Linked DNA regions of Gossypium raimondii: region 2 is linked to region 1. The links are chromatin contacts, called in public Hi-C maps. All regions are on one chromosome and are shown on one strand. Each heading gives the region's core, a stretch centred on a gene start, on an enhancer-like site or on the middle of the called end of the contact. The rest is flanking DNA. Distances are from core to core; before and after follow the strand shown.

The links. A called contact is a pair of places that touch in the nucleus more often than the background predicts.
Region 2: a Hi-C map of leaf shows a contact between it and region 1, with 2.3 times the contacts expected there. The contact joins the enhancer-like site here to the promoter of LOC105767830 in region 1. A contact is called at or near these places in 2 of 2 Hi-C or Micro-C datasets (both in leaf).

Annotation. Positions count from the first base shown.
Region 1 is chr4:17,076,826-17,084,086 of ASM2569854v1, reverse strand. It overlaps LOC105767830 (thaumatin-like protein 1b), which reads right to left and starts at 4,775. Exons shown (of 1, transcript XM_012587401.2): 1 at 4,042-4,775. The coding sequence starts at 4,767. The coding sequence ends at 4,042. It overlaps LOC105767894, which reads left to right. Exons shown (of 10, transcript XM_012587463.2): 9 at 331-425; 10 at 515-2,229. The coding sequence ends at 610.
Region 2 is chr4:17,402,486-17,409,746 of ASM2569854v1, reverse strand. No RefSeq gene overlaps it. Among protein-coding and RNA genes, the nearest start is that of LOC105767790, 17 kb to the left of the region's middle. Within about 2 kb of position 4,711, the one cell type or tissue checked has open chromatin away from gene starts, as enhancers often do. A contact at or near this core is called in leaf, where this site is marked.

The DNA of each region.
Region 1 (7,261 bases), core at 3,526-6,025:
AAATTGATAGCATCTGTGGTTTGAGCATCTGGGCCTCATTACTTTGATGGTTAGAGGATCAGGATGCTAACTGCTTGTGGGGTTTGCAATACCCAATTCTTATTGCAATGCTTCACCCTAATATGTTCCTACTTTCATCGACAAGCAAATATCAATTACATTTTCCTGTCTTCTTATCACCTGCAAAATCTGTTTAATTTCTAGAAAGAAATATATGTTATTTTGATGAATTTAGGTTCTACTTAAGACCTCTAATGCTTTTAATTTCCATGGTTTCACCAGAGAAAGAACTCTTCATCGTTCTTCTAAACCCAGCTTAATTTGGAACAGGTAAACATGCTTCATCATTATCAAGCAAAACTGGCTGTAATTTAGTCAGACAAGTAGGTAATAAGAAGGAAGGCAAGCCAAGAATTCATCTTAATGTGAGTAGCCACTCAAATTCTTGGCCAACTTGTCTTAAACTATTTGCTCATAGCTATCATTAAAAGGTTTGATAATATTGTTTTTATAGGGTGCTAGATTTCCATTGAAATCTGGTGAAGGACCTCGGCGGCTAAAAATTATGCGGTATCTTGGTCTCACAGCTCCAATGGGATCTCCCTTCTAATCAATCACTCATTTAAAACTTGCTACAAAATGTTGTAAAAATGTCCAATTTTTAGTTCATATTACTACCATATGATTATTTTTATATTTACGTTTAGTAGGTCCATTGTTTGTTGTCAATGAATGTGTTTGATAATGCATAGTAAATTTTTACTATTGAAGAAGAAATTTTTTTATAGTTTAATTATTTTAATGCGTTTGATAACTCATACTAAATATTACTTAATACGAAATTTCAAACAAAAAAGTGTTAAATGTAGATAGAGAGTTTCTTATGGTTTGGAATTTAGTTTGTAGGCAGAGAAGTTCTTATAGTTTAGAGTTTAGGGTTTTAGGTTTGTTCTGGTTTGGGGTTAAGGTTTAAAGGTTTTAGATTTAGAACTAGGCATACGGTATGAGATTTGAGGTTTGGGTTTAGAGATTTAGTATTATGCTTACGGTTTAGGATTTAGTATATATGAACTAAATTAGATATTTAGATTTAAGTCTATTCAGCATTCTCTAAAATCCTAACTATTTCCAAATTATTTCCCCATCTCTAAAATTGAATTTTAATTATTTTTTCCCCATCTCCTTTAGGGACTTATTGTACTACTATTTCCATTCAATGACAGTATGTATTAATTAGGTGATGGAAGTGCAATTTGATGATGGGAAAGGTTCTCGGTGATGTTCTGTCTGTATTTGATTTTATTGCCATTTCCATTAGCCATATGTGAAAAGCTTGTTTCATTCATAGATTATAATATGATGATTGACCGGTTCACATCAATGTTATATTGTGAGTTCTGTGATGTTTCCAAAGAGGTTAGTTATGCTTCAACTTGATAATTTGAGATTTATTCTATTCTTGGATATGTTTCGAGTGCCATGCTGTTGAAATTTCTAAAGATTGATTTGTTTGATTAAGGTTTCCTGGTGATATGGGTAGCGGTTAATGATGACATTTTTTTTGGTGTTATCTCAAGCTTTTTGTTTGGTCTTGTTACCATAGGTGGCAGAGTTGTTTGGATCAATAATTAAGTGGGATCATGTTTGGAATGTAAGGCATGGAGTTGTGTTTCGTCATGTGGCATCATTTATTTGTTTGAAGAGGATTATAGAGTTGTGTTATTATGTGTTTTTATCTCAGTTATGGCATAAAGGTGTAAATGCTTGAGACTCTGGAATTTTTGCTGAAACAGAATGCATTTCTTGTCACTGAGTCAGACATTTGTGGTGTTATTAATTAGGTTATTTCTGTTCTGCTTGAGCTTGGACTCCATGGGAAAGTAATAAAGATATAGATGGTTTAGTTAGAGTCATTGGTAGTGTTTGCTTTGTAAACTGCCTAGGGAGGTAAATTGTACTGTTGATGCCTCGGCCAAGCTGGTATTGACAGAACCAGCATGTTTAAAACCTGATGATGGCTGCTTATGATGGAGATGCAGCTGCATTGTTTCTTTGTTGATCAAAGTTCTCTATAGTTGTGTTGTTTAGTTTGCAGAATGTTGTATTGGCATCGTAGTTGCTGCCATTCTGCTTGGAAGTCTCTTGTAAACTCGAGCTACAAAGCTTTCAAGTTTTTTTTGTAACTCCGATTTATTTAATAAAATATGATTTGGCTTATAAAAGAATCAATATTTGTTTTCTACAAAGCTTGTTTTTCTTTTCTGTTTAATTTAACATTTCTTTTTCATTGATAGTAGAAACCTCCAAAAGTTTACACAACTAGTATTTGTCCTTTTCCTATTAAGAGAACCCATTGATGTTGAAGAGGAAATGCATTCAATCTTTCCTAGCTAAACAATGTAAAAGTGTAGAATTTATAAGGACTATCATAATAAATTTAAGAAAATATATGGTTATGTTTCTCTTCTATATCTCCAAAAGATAGGTGAAAATCATTACCCTTTTACTTGTCTTAGGAACTTCCTTGTCCCGTACTGGAATTTGTTATCTTCTTTCTTGATTGATATATTTGTTTATTTTGTTTTCATTCATTATCATAAAATGTTGTCATTGTAAACTTGCAACAAAATTTATTTTTTATCCATCAAAAGAAATAATCTTGGCAAGATTTGTAATTAGTTTTTCCTTTCAAATTTTACACCCTATAACAAGTTTCACTTAATTCAATAATCAAGAAAAGTGAACAGTGAAATTTTCTAATAAAAATATAATATATTTTATCAGTTTAAATTTTAATTATTAAACAGTTTAATATTTCAATTTATTAAAGATTCACCACAAAATTTGTGAGTTTGAGATATCATTTTGTAGGTATAATGATTTATTTGGACTTTCAAATTTTTATAAAAGAGTCATTTTAGTCTTCTATTTATTTTTTGCCTTTTGTAGCCTTTATAATTACACTGTTTGTCAAATTATCTCAAAATAGACAAAAAATTAATTTCTGTTTACTTTGCTAACATGGCATACATATGAACCCTACGGCAACAATTAATTAATTTTAAATTTTAAAATAAAAATAATTATAAAAATTTAAAATAATAAAATATTTTTAAATTTTTAAAAAAATAATTAATTGCTAACATTTTATATGTGGACTGCAACATGGATGTCATGTCAACAAAGTGAATAGACGGTTAACTTTTTTTATTTATTTTGGGATGATTTAACGAACAATGCAAGTTTAAAGGCTAAAAGACTAAAATGACTTTTTTTATAAAGTTGGAGGACCAAATAAGTTATTATACCATTGTTTTATTTATGCTAATGGGCTGTGGCCACATGGTATATGTATCTGTGTTCAATCTTAAAATCTCAAGAGCACGGAAGCTGGGGTTGCGCCTTATCATCCTTGACTTGGACAGCTTAGTTGCGACGCAGCTTATTCGAAACAGGTTATCAGCACAGCATCACTCCGAGGTTCTTCGAACTATTATTGGTCTCCTACAACTACCTCGGAAAGCTAAAAGTGCAACACACGTATAAAGAAGGGAACAAAGTGGCTGATCGATTAGCGTCGATGGCATACTCATGCTCGCTGGGGGTCCATTCCTTCTTGTACCTACCGGATGAAGTTCTTCAGCATCTACATAATGATAGCGTCGGTTTAGCTTGTCCACAGCTAGGTTGATTTTAGTGGATTTTCTCCTCTTGTACACACATACACACACACACAAAAAAAAAGAGGATTTCGGACTAGCAGTCGAATAAAAAAGAGTACATCTTTTTTTTTGTTTTTTGAAAAGAGGTTAGCAACATTAATCCCCTCACCCTGATAGATTTTCGTAAAAAGCAAATGGCTGTCCACTAAATGTAATAAAAGCCGACCTTAATACCATATTAGATGGGACATGAAAATAACAGGATAAAAAGTAAAATTAGAAAAACTATAAGAATGTGCAAAACATATAAACAGCAGTACTAACATTTTCTTTATTAATGAATGCAAAACAGATAAAGCCTACTCCTGCTGCTAAGGTTTCATGGACAGAAAGTGATAAGGTAATTAGGTGCACCAGAGCAGGTAAAAATGCTAGTTTTATCATCATAAGCGTAACTATAAGCCTGAGGGCACTGGTTCTTGAAAACCATCGAGTAATTTGTGGGTTCACATTTCTGGGGTGAATTATATTCACCAGAGCAACAGTACTTAGGCTGATTGAAAGCTAGGCATGCGCTTTTGCAGGCTATGGCATTCCCACAAGATGCTTTAACAATCAGCTCTGGTGGGCAAATTGCATTCACATTTGCCGAACAGCTAGTTATGGTGCAGTTTGGACCCGAGCCGCTTTGTGGGGTTACTGAAATCGGCAAGTTAAAGCCATCTACTAGGCTGATATCATAGAAATCTTGTCCTCCATTTGGTGCTAGAGTGAACTCTACAAGGGTTGCAGGAGGGACAGCACCTACACCATTGCAGGCAACCTGGCCCGACCCACAGTTTGCAGTGGCACAAGTGAACAATCCGGAGGAGGTTGAGCATTGGGTTCGAGCCCAGAGTCTGCCTGACCAAGGAGCAATAACAGTAATGGCATTCCATGCCTGTGGGGCTAACTCGAACCCAGTGTTGGACAATTGAGGTATACCAGCGCCAGTAAGTGTTCCTGGCCAGACAGTGAATGGACAGTTGTTTCTAGTGTAGAGAGTTGCCATGTGAGACTCTGCAATATAAGAAAATGATAAAAATTCTAGAACCATTACAAGCATTTAAGCATTAAATCTTGCAAATGAAATGGTGATGAGTTACTAGAGTTGCAGAGAAAGAATGGTACTTGAGGTTTGTTTGTTACCTGAGATTAGGGTAAGCAAGGAAAGGCCAAAGATCCATGACTTCATCTTTGCTTAAACAATTGATTAATTAATTGTTTCCTTTTCGTTATTTAAAGAGCCTTAGTATAAGAACTGATAAGCATGCCCCGGAAACAATATAATCTTCAATGCATACGGAATTGGATTTTAACATGGACTATATAGACTTCTATCGCAACTAACTTTGAAAAAGTCATGATTATATTTAATTTTACTAGAACTAACGCTGCTTACGCTGGTGTTTTCTATTTTAAACAAAAATAATTTTGAATTAAATTCTACTAAATTTTTTATTACGAAATACTAATCAATGTTCAGTGTTATAAGATAAGGAGAGTAAGAAAGGAAAAAATTTATGGATGTTAACAAATTTTTTAAGTTTATATTTATAAATATAATAAATATAAATAAAATAAAAATCTATTTCTAATATATATTAAAGTTCACGGTACATCAAATGTCTTATTCTAGTGGGCATTCACTTCTATAATAATAAAATATTTATAACACTCCTTGGATGTCCATCTATGGATAATGTGTCTTATTAAACCTTATTAAGAGAAAAACCTTATGAAAAAAAAATCCTTAGTGAACGAAAAAAAGTACACATATCTATAATACACATCACATATTGCCTCATTAAAAACCTTACTAATAAAATCTAGTGGGACAATGTAATAGCCTGATTTTCAGTGATGCCGGAAACAATGGTTCGAGGCCACCAAATCCGGCAAGTAAGCTCGTAAATTTTATTATTTAATATTTACGAGTCAAATATGATTTTAGAAAGGTTTTTGAATTAGTAATTTGTGTTTTATAATGATTTATTCGGTTAGTGGTTTTAGAAAATGAGGTATCGGGACCTTGTTTCTATAAACTGAGCTGTAAATATTTTTATAAATATTTACGGAATGTCAATAAGGTAGTGTTAAAGTTTCGTTGAAAAAATTTATTGTTTTGGTAGTTAATTAATTAAAAGGAATAAATTGAAAATGTGCAAAATTTGCTAATTATAATAATTAAGTGATTAAATCGCATGTTTAATAAATAAGGAAGGATCTAAATAGCAATTTTGCCTAAAGGAAAAGGATGAGGCGGCATAAGAGAAGAAAATAATAAAATAAAGCCATTTAATGGCAAAATGGTAAGTAAATTGAAATTAAATAAGACAAATTGAATTTAAAAGAATTTGTAGACATTTCTTCTTCATATTTTCGGTCCAAACAGAGAAGGGGGAGAGCTCAAGCTGGTTTTCCTATTTTTGCTACAGATCAAGATCGGGTGAAAAATCGAGGAAAATAGAAAATTAACAAAATGCCCCTGAATCTTGGTATTTCTGCATTTAGCTAGGTAAGTTTGTATGAACTATATTCTGTATAATTTTGATTAAAGTGAATGTTATTTGGTGATGTATATTATATATATGTGTGTTCTATTGTTGGAATTGAATTATTATTGGAAATATATTATCGAATTTAATACTCAGTTTTGATTGAACGCGGGATTAAGTACAGTCGTTCTATGCCAAAGGATGAATTGACGGATAAGACCATAATTGGGTTATGACACTATGAACGTAAGACAATGGTTGGACCATGGCAGTATTTATATGTAAGACCATAGCTGGGCTATGACATTCTGATGATAAGACCATAATTGGGTTATGGCACTATGAATGTAAGACCATGGTTGGACCGTGACAGTGTTTATATGTAAGACCATAGCTGGGCTATGACATTTTGATGATAAGACCATAACTGGGTTATGGCACTACAAATGTAAATGATGAATTGACGGAAAAATGTCAATGATGAATTGACGATAAATTAGCCAAGTAAACTAAGGTTCAGCATTTGTTGCGAATATTCGTGTTTACTATCTGTTTAGCTCTCATGAGCTTCTGTTTAGCCTTCGGGCTTCTAAAAATGATGTACTCATATCCGTAAGTTGTTCTTTGAGAGGTAAAATATCGCGAGTTTTCTTGAATGATATATATGTATATGAAGAAATGGTAAGAGAATGATATGTATTATGATATGAATTTATATCAATACCTTGATATGTTGATATATGAAAATTATGTAAGTGGAGACAAGTAATAAACTCAAGTGTAACATGTTAAGATAGTAAGGTTATCGATGTTGAAATTATATGAAATATGTTCAAGTACGCTAACAAGTTTGTTGTTTGATGCTTAGGCAAATGCCAAGCTATTGGTTGAATGGTAATATGCTTAATTATAAGATGCATTGAAATGGTAAGTGCTCAAATGAAAATATTCTTGTGTTCATGAAAGAGTGGTAAGTTTAAAGATATGTAATTTCTTAAGAAAAGACCTATTATATGATTAATTCGAAAAAAGGCTATGTTTAAATGTATTAGCTTGTGGCTA
Region 2 (7,261 bases), core at 3,462-5,961, 330 kb before region 1:
AGTCACAACAAGCTCTAGTAGGAGTGAGGGCCTCCTATGACCAAGTTGTACAGTGTGGCAGTGTAGATCGAATTAAATGACGATAAAATTATAGACCTAGGCAATTTATTCGATGGAAGGGACCACCTGAAAGTGAGGTTAGTGGGAACCAATCGAAGCATTGTGGCAATTCAAAGATAAGATAGAATAGTTTTATTTCGAGGTCACAACGAGGGGATAGTTAAAACAGGTGAGAGAAAATGTCACAGCCTACACACAAATGTCTATGACTAAGGCACATATAACAAACCAAGGCATTCATTTGAGTAAACTGGGCTTTACTTAATCCACCAAATCAGCCCAATTCTAAGAATATTCTAGAAAGCTTATCTACTTAAAGCTTGGTGACCCAATAAACACTTAGTGAATTATACTAGATTAATCTAAATTCTAAAATGACATAAATAGTAGTGTTTAGATTTTCTTAGAACTCTATCTTGTAAGTAAGTTTAAATCTGAGATGTTGATGTAATTCAATATGTCCTACTGATATAAAGGGGACTCAACTATAAATAGGGAGGCCTTGCTCAATTTCATTTGTATCATTCAACTTTGAGTAAACATATAGTGAGAAGATTTACTCCAAACTTTCTTCAGTCTTTTTCCTTTCTTGCTTATTTCACTTTAGTAGCTTTCCAGCTTCAGTCCCTTGGAGAATTCTTTAAGATTCTAAACTTCAAACATACCTATACTATATATTAAGCCCTTAACTGAATTGATTTCATGAATCAACTGAGCACAACTTGATTGGGCAGTAACTAAAATACCATTATTTTATAAAAGTAAATTATATTATTTTTAGGGTATTTTTTTACATCTTTTATATAAAAATAAAAAAATATACACACATAGTAGAATTTGAATCTAAGACATGATTTTCAAATCTTTTTTCTGTACCATTTCAATCAAAACTTAATTTATTTTAAAATTAATTTTTATAAATATATTTATTATATAATTTTGTTTTTTATATCATGGATGTACTATAGTTTAATAATTTAAATTTTTTTCCTTTGTTTCATTCTTTAAAAAAATCAATCTAAAGATTTTGACATTTTCAATTTTAATTATTTTTCAAATTCCTTTTTTCATAAACAATCTAAATTTTAAAAATCCTTTTCTAAATTGAAAGAATAACCAAAATTTCAAAAAAATATAAAACCTTTGAAATCTAAATATACAAAGAAAATTTGAAGTTCGAAAACCACAACCTTTTAATTAATATCTCAAACCCAAAAGAAAAGCTTTCTACTTTCATATTAAAATAAAATTTTGACACTACAAATCAATTTTTTAATTTTTAGTGAAGATTTGATTTTACCTAATTTTAACTTCTATTCCAAAATTTTAACGATTTTGATTTTATTTTATTTGTTAATCGATTTTATCTATTGAAAAGATAGAAAAGAAATGTGGCGGACAAGAAAAGGAAAAAAGAAGTTAAAAGTATGCTCTAAATTGATACTTTTTGCATATTTGGAATATTGAAAAATTAATTTCGTTATTTTTCAAATTTAGACATATAAGTTCAATTGTTAATATTATTAATTATTTTTATTATAAATTTTAGTTTATTACAACATCAATTTTTTTATATGGCTATTAACTAAGTTTTTTAATTCAAAACATTAAACCAGTGAATTTAAACAAAATAATTGGGATTAACAATTCAACTTGAATTTAGAAATCTTAAAATGGAGGACTAAATTCTAAAATAAAAGTAAGTTGACTAAATTTTAAATGTGTGAAAAGTATAGATGGAGTATGTTTTACCTAAATAATAAAATATAAATAGTATTACCAAATAATAAATCAAAGCTAAAATTAGTGATAAATCAAGGACTTAATTCACGATTTGGCCTCCAAAGTATACTCGTTTTTCACTTTGGTATCTAAACCCTTTTTTTTCTAATTTTGTACCTAAACTATCCTCCTATTATGATTTTTAATCCAAAAGTTAGATGAGTTAAAAAAAATCATCCGATTAGAGAATGCCACATAGTAGTCTTCATATTTTCATAAAAAATATTACTTCAATTATTTTTACTTAAATATATATTTATTAAAATTAAATTTAATAATAATAAATTATTTTTCAATTCATTTGTTTCACATTTTCTTTTCCTTTCTTTCTCTCCCATTCATCTTCTTCCCCATTTCATATTCTTATTTACTCCATCTTTCTGATACGAGCTTAGAATTTCCAAAAATAAGTATAGAAAAGGAAGAAGAAAACCAGAGAGAAAAGAGAGAATTCAGGAGGATGAGAATACTATTTTCATTCATAACTTCCAACCCTTTCCTCAACAGCTTAAAAGGGTAGAATAATGGCTTCCAATTAGTTTGACAGCTTGTAGTGACAACTGTGTACATAATACGCTCCATTTTAATTAAGAAACATAGATGAAAAACACACCATTTTAACTCACTAAAACAACACAGTTCCACTAAACTAAACCTATAAAAAGCGCACCATTTGACGAAACAATAATAAAAGTAAAAAACATAACATAATTTCAATTTCATGACCATTGAAGCTTTCCTATCGTATCAATTTCTCCCATACGTAAGGGATCTTTGTCCTCAAGGATCAAACTAGGGATAGAGCTACTGGAATTTGTAAAAGTGTTCCCAAGTAGCATCCTAGGGAAACGTGTTTTCCCATTCAACCAGTATTTCCGTAACAACATTACTTCCTCGCTTCACCATTCTTCAATTTAATATTTGGACTGGTATCTTCTGAAGAGTGCGATCTGACCCAACTAAAGGCAAATATTGCTGTGTGAGGACAAGAACAACATGTTCCTTGAGTTGAGAAACATGAAATGTATGATGAATCCGAGAGCCTTCAGGTAGTGCCAATTTGTAAGCAACTTGCCCCACTTGTGTTGCTACTGGAAAGGGTCCAAAATATTAAGGGAAAAGCTTCTAGTTATAGTGCTTCCTCAATGAGTGCTGATGATAGAGTTGTAATTTTAAGTAATCATAATCCCCAATTTGAAACACCCTTTCACTCCTCCTGCGGTCTGCTAATTGTTTCATATGGTCTTGTGCCCTTCTGAGGTGAAAATTTAAAAGTTTCCTAGCTATTTCCCTTTGTTGAAGGCTATGGCTTACTGCTGCTACTAAAAAATTTCCAACTAAGTACAGTAGATGGTGATGGGGTTCCTGCCCGTACAAGGCCTCGTAGGGAGTTTTTTGAATGGCTGAATGGTAGGTGGTGCTGTACCACCATTCAATAAGAGGTAACCAAAAGGACCACTATTTAGGCCTTTCTCCAGCCATACAATGCAAATAAGCCTCTAAGAAATGGTTAAGCACTTCAGTTTGGTCATCCATTTAAGGATGGTAGGCTCTGGACATGTGGATATCAGTGCCAAGGCGTTTGAAAAGTTCTTTCAAAAACTTGCTAAGAAAGACCGAGTCCCTATTTGATACAATGGTGCAGGGAGGACCATGCAGTTTATAAGTATGATCTAAATAAGCTTAGGCCACTATAAGTGCTGAAAATGGGTGAGTAAGAGCCACAAAATGGCCATACTTGGTCAATCAGTTGACCCCAACTAGAACATTGTCTTTCCTTTTCTAGCTTGGGAGGCCCTCGATAAAATTTAAATTTACTGCAGACCATACTTGATCAAGTATAGGTAAGGGTTCAAGTAGGCTAGTAGAAGCAGCCTGGTCAGATTTGCAAGCTTAGGAAATGGGGCACTTCTTCACCCATTCCTTGATGTCATTGGAAAGGCCTTTCAAATAGGGTAAACTGGCCATTCGATATTTGGTAGCATGGACTCCAAAATGCCCTCCAGCTACCCCCTATGGAAATGGTTGAAGAGGTAATTCCTAAGAGTGTCATAATTGCCCGTTTCAACTTTTCCTTTCCTCCTCAAAACCTGTCCATTCCACAAGTACTTAGGGTAAAGGTGTGATTGTTGTTGAACCTCTAAGCAAAGTTGATGTAGTTTAGGATCTGCTAGTGAGGAAGCTAAAATCCTAAACCATATTTTAGACCAAATGATACTACTAGTGCATTGCAGGAGTTGTCCCTCTTCTATTTGTGGTCTTCGAGATAAAGCATCTGCTACTACGCTTTGAGTTCCCCTCCTGTATGTCACCAAGTAATCACGGCCAAGCATTTTAGCAACCCATTATTTTTGGTAAGGAGTAATGGTATGTCCATTAGTTAGAAATTTCAAACTTTGATGATTTTCCCGTATGTGAAACCTTTTTCCCACAAGATAGGGGAGCCACCTTTTTACTGGTAGCAGAACAACCAACATCTCTTTGTTATATATGGACAAGGTTTGATGCTTGATCTCTAAGGCTTTGTTGAAATAAGCTAGAGATCGTCCCTTCTATTGCAAGGCTTCCTTAATACCTTGACTATTGGCATCCGTGTGAATGCAGAGTTTGGTGTTGAGATTGGGTAGGGCTAGAATTGGTGTCAGACACATTGCTGACTTGAGCTGTCGGAAGGCTGCCTAAACTTCAGAAGACCAATGCCGCTTGACATATTTTTTTTAACAAATTGGTTAAGGGATGAGCTAAGGTGCCATAATCTTTTATAAATTGTCTATAATATCCAAGAAGTCAAAGAAACCATTGAAGCTCCGTAAGGCAAGTAGGGGTAGGCCAAGTAAGTACCGCTTCCACCTTAGTGGCATCTATGCCCATTGATCTTTGGAAATGATGTAGCCCATATATTCAATTTCAGTTGGGCCAAAAGTGCATTTGGACCATTTAGCATATAATTTATGTTGTTATATGATTTGTGGGGCTGTTCAAAGATGCTCCAAATGTGATGGCCAATTGTCCAAGTACACAAGGATGTCATAAAAAACTACTAAGACAAACTTCCTCAAGAAGGGCTTGAAAATAGAATTCATCAACGATTGAAAGTTGGAAGGGGCATTGGTTTGTCTTAGTAGGTTTATGAATGTATTTATCCCACGAGCAAATATGGTAGTACCCGGATCGTAAATCAAGCTTGGAAAAATAGGAAGCAGTCCCTAGTTCATTAAGTAGTTCTTTTATAACCGGAATAAGGAAGGTATCCTTGATGGTATATTGATTTAGCTGCCTATATTTCACACAAAGGCGTCAACTACCATCCTTCTTTTTCATCATAATAATGGATGATGAATAAGGGCTACAATTGTCTCGAACGACCCCAGCTTCAAGCATTTCCTTTATGAGCCTCTCCATTTCACACTTTTGCACAGTAGGATACCTATATGGCCTAACCTTCACTACCACATTTTTATCCTTGATGGGAATACAATGTTCTTGCAATCGGTGAGGTGGATATTCCTTTAGAGAATGGAGAACATCTTTAAATTCACCCAATACCAATTGCAGATCCTCACTGTCAACCAAGCCTGACATGTGTAAAAGGGTGCACATACTCGATGTGATGAGAAATGGATAAGGACTCTTGACTATTCAGATGCACCAACTTAGTGCTTTAAGTAGCTGTTATAATATGAATGGCTCCTAGAAGTATTCCTTTCAGAGTACATCATTAATCATTGTATTCAAACTGTATAGTAAGAGAACTGAAATTGCAGATGATGGACCCCAAAGTGGTTAACCATTCAATACCAAGAACCAAGTCGCATCCCTTGAAAGCTAAGACTAGGAAATTTGTTACAAACTACTGAACTTGTGCCTACCACTATACAAACCTACACACACCCTAAGTAGACATGATTCCCCCATCAACAATAGTGACTTGCAGCCTAGTAGAGAGTTCCACAAGGAGGTTCATTTGTTGAGCTAACTTGGCATCAACAAAATTGTGGGTGCTTCCAGAGTCCACTAGTATTATGACATTGGAATTCCCTATTTGTACTGCCATCCTCACGATTTTTGACCCTTGAGACCCCTGTAGGGCATGGAAAGACATAGTCAATGGTGTACAAGTCTCCTCCTTTTGGCCATTAGGTTCAAGTTGATCCAGATAGTCTTGATACTCACCAGATTAGGGATTCTTAGCTTTACTTTCTACATCAGACTGAGGCTCTACAATCAATTGATACAATTGGGGCTTAGTACACTTATGGCCAGGAGTGTACTTAGCTACAAACCAAAAGCACAACCTATTCTTTCTCCTATCTTCCATCTCACATTGAGAAAGAAACTTAACAAGTCCCTTGTGACCACCATTTGTAGATGTAGGTCCACTCTGTCCTACAGTAGATCCAATCGATGGCAACATTCTAGGTGTTGAAAACAATGTTAGAGTCTTGCTAGTACCTGATTGAGGATACTCCTTTGATTGATGGTTATGTACATAATATTCTCCACATGTTGAGCAACAAGAAAGCCTTCTACTAATGACTTGGGCTTGAAGAGTTGCAAATATTAGCCTACTTCTCACTACAGGTTACTGACAAATATGCTAAGAGCATAACTTTCAAGCAAATGTAATTGGTTCAACAAGCTTACAAAGGCATCATGGTACTGATCAACACTACCTTGTTGTTTAAGTGAAACCAACTCAGCCATGGGGTCCAAAACAAATTGGACCCGAATCTCTCCTTCAGGCTTCATGCGTATACATCCCAGATAAGTATATGAAGGCCACCTTACCTTTAAGCAAAAAATTTGTGCCAATCTAGAGCGTTACCTTCTGAGTGAAGCATGACAATTCTTATTTTGACATGATCCAAGACTCCTTTAGCCTCTAAAAATTGCTCCAACTTCGACCACTAGCTCCTGAAGTTGGTCCTATCAAATTGTAGCATAATATTCTCTACTTGTTGAGAAACGAGAAAGCCCTCTACTAATGACTTGGGCTTGAAGAGTTGCAAATATTGGCATACTTTTCACTATAGGTTACTGACAAATATGCTAAGAGCATAACTTTCAGGCAAATGTAATTGGTTCAACAAGCTTACAAAGGCATCATGGTACTAATCAACAATACCCTGTTGCTTAAGTGAAACCAACTCGGCCATGGGGTCCAAAACGAACTGGACCCGAATCTCTCCTTCAGGCCTCATGCATATAAATCTCAAGTAAGGACATGATGGCCACCTTACCTTTGAGTAAAAAAAATTGTGCCAATCTTTTGCAGCTGAAAGATCTCTTTCTATAAGTGACCTATTTCCTTCTGCAATTGAGTGGTGACACCCTTGTTGGCCATGGAGAATCGATGGCTTTGATACCCTTGATACGAGCTTAAAATTTCTAAAAATAAGTACAAAAAAGGAAGAAGAAA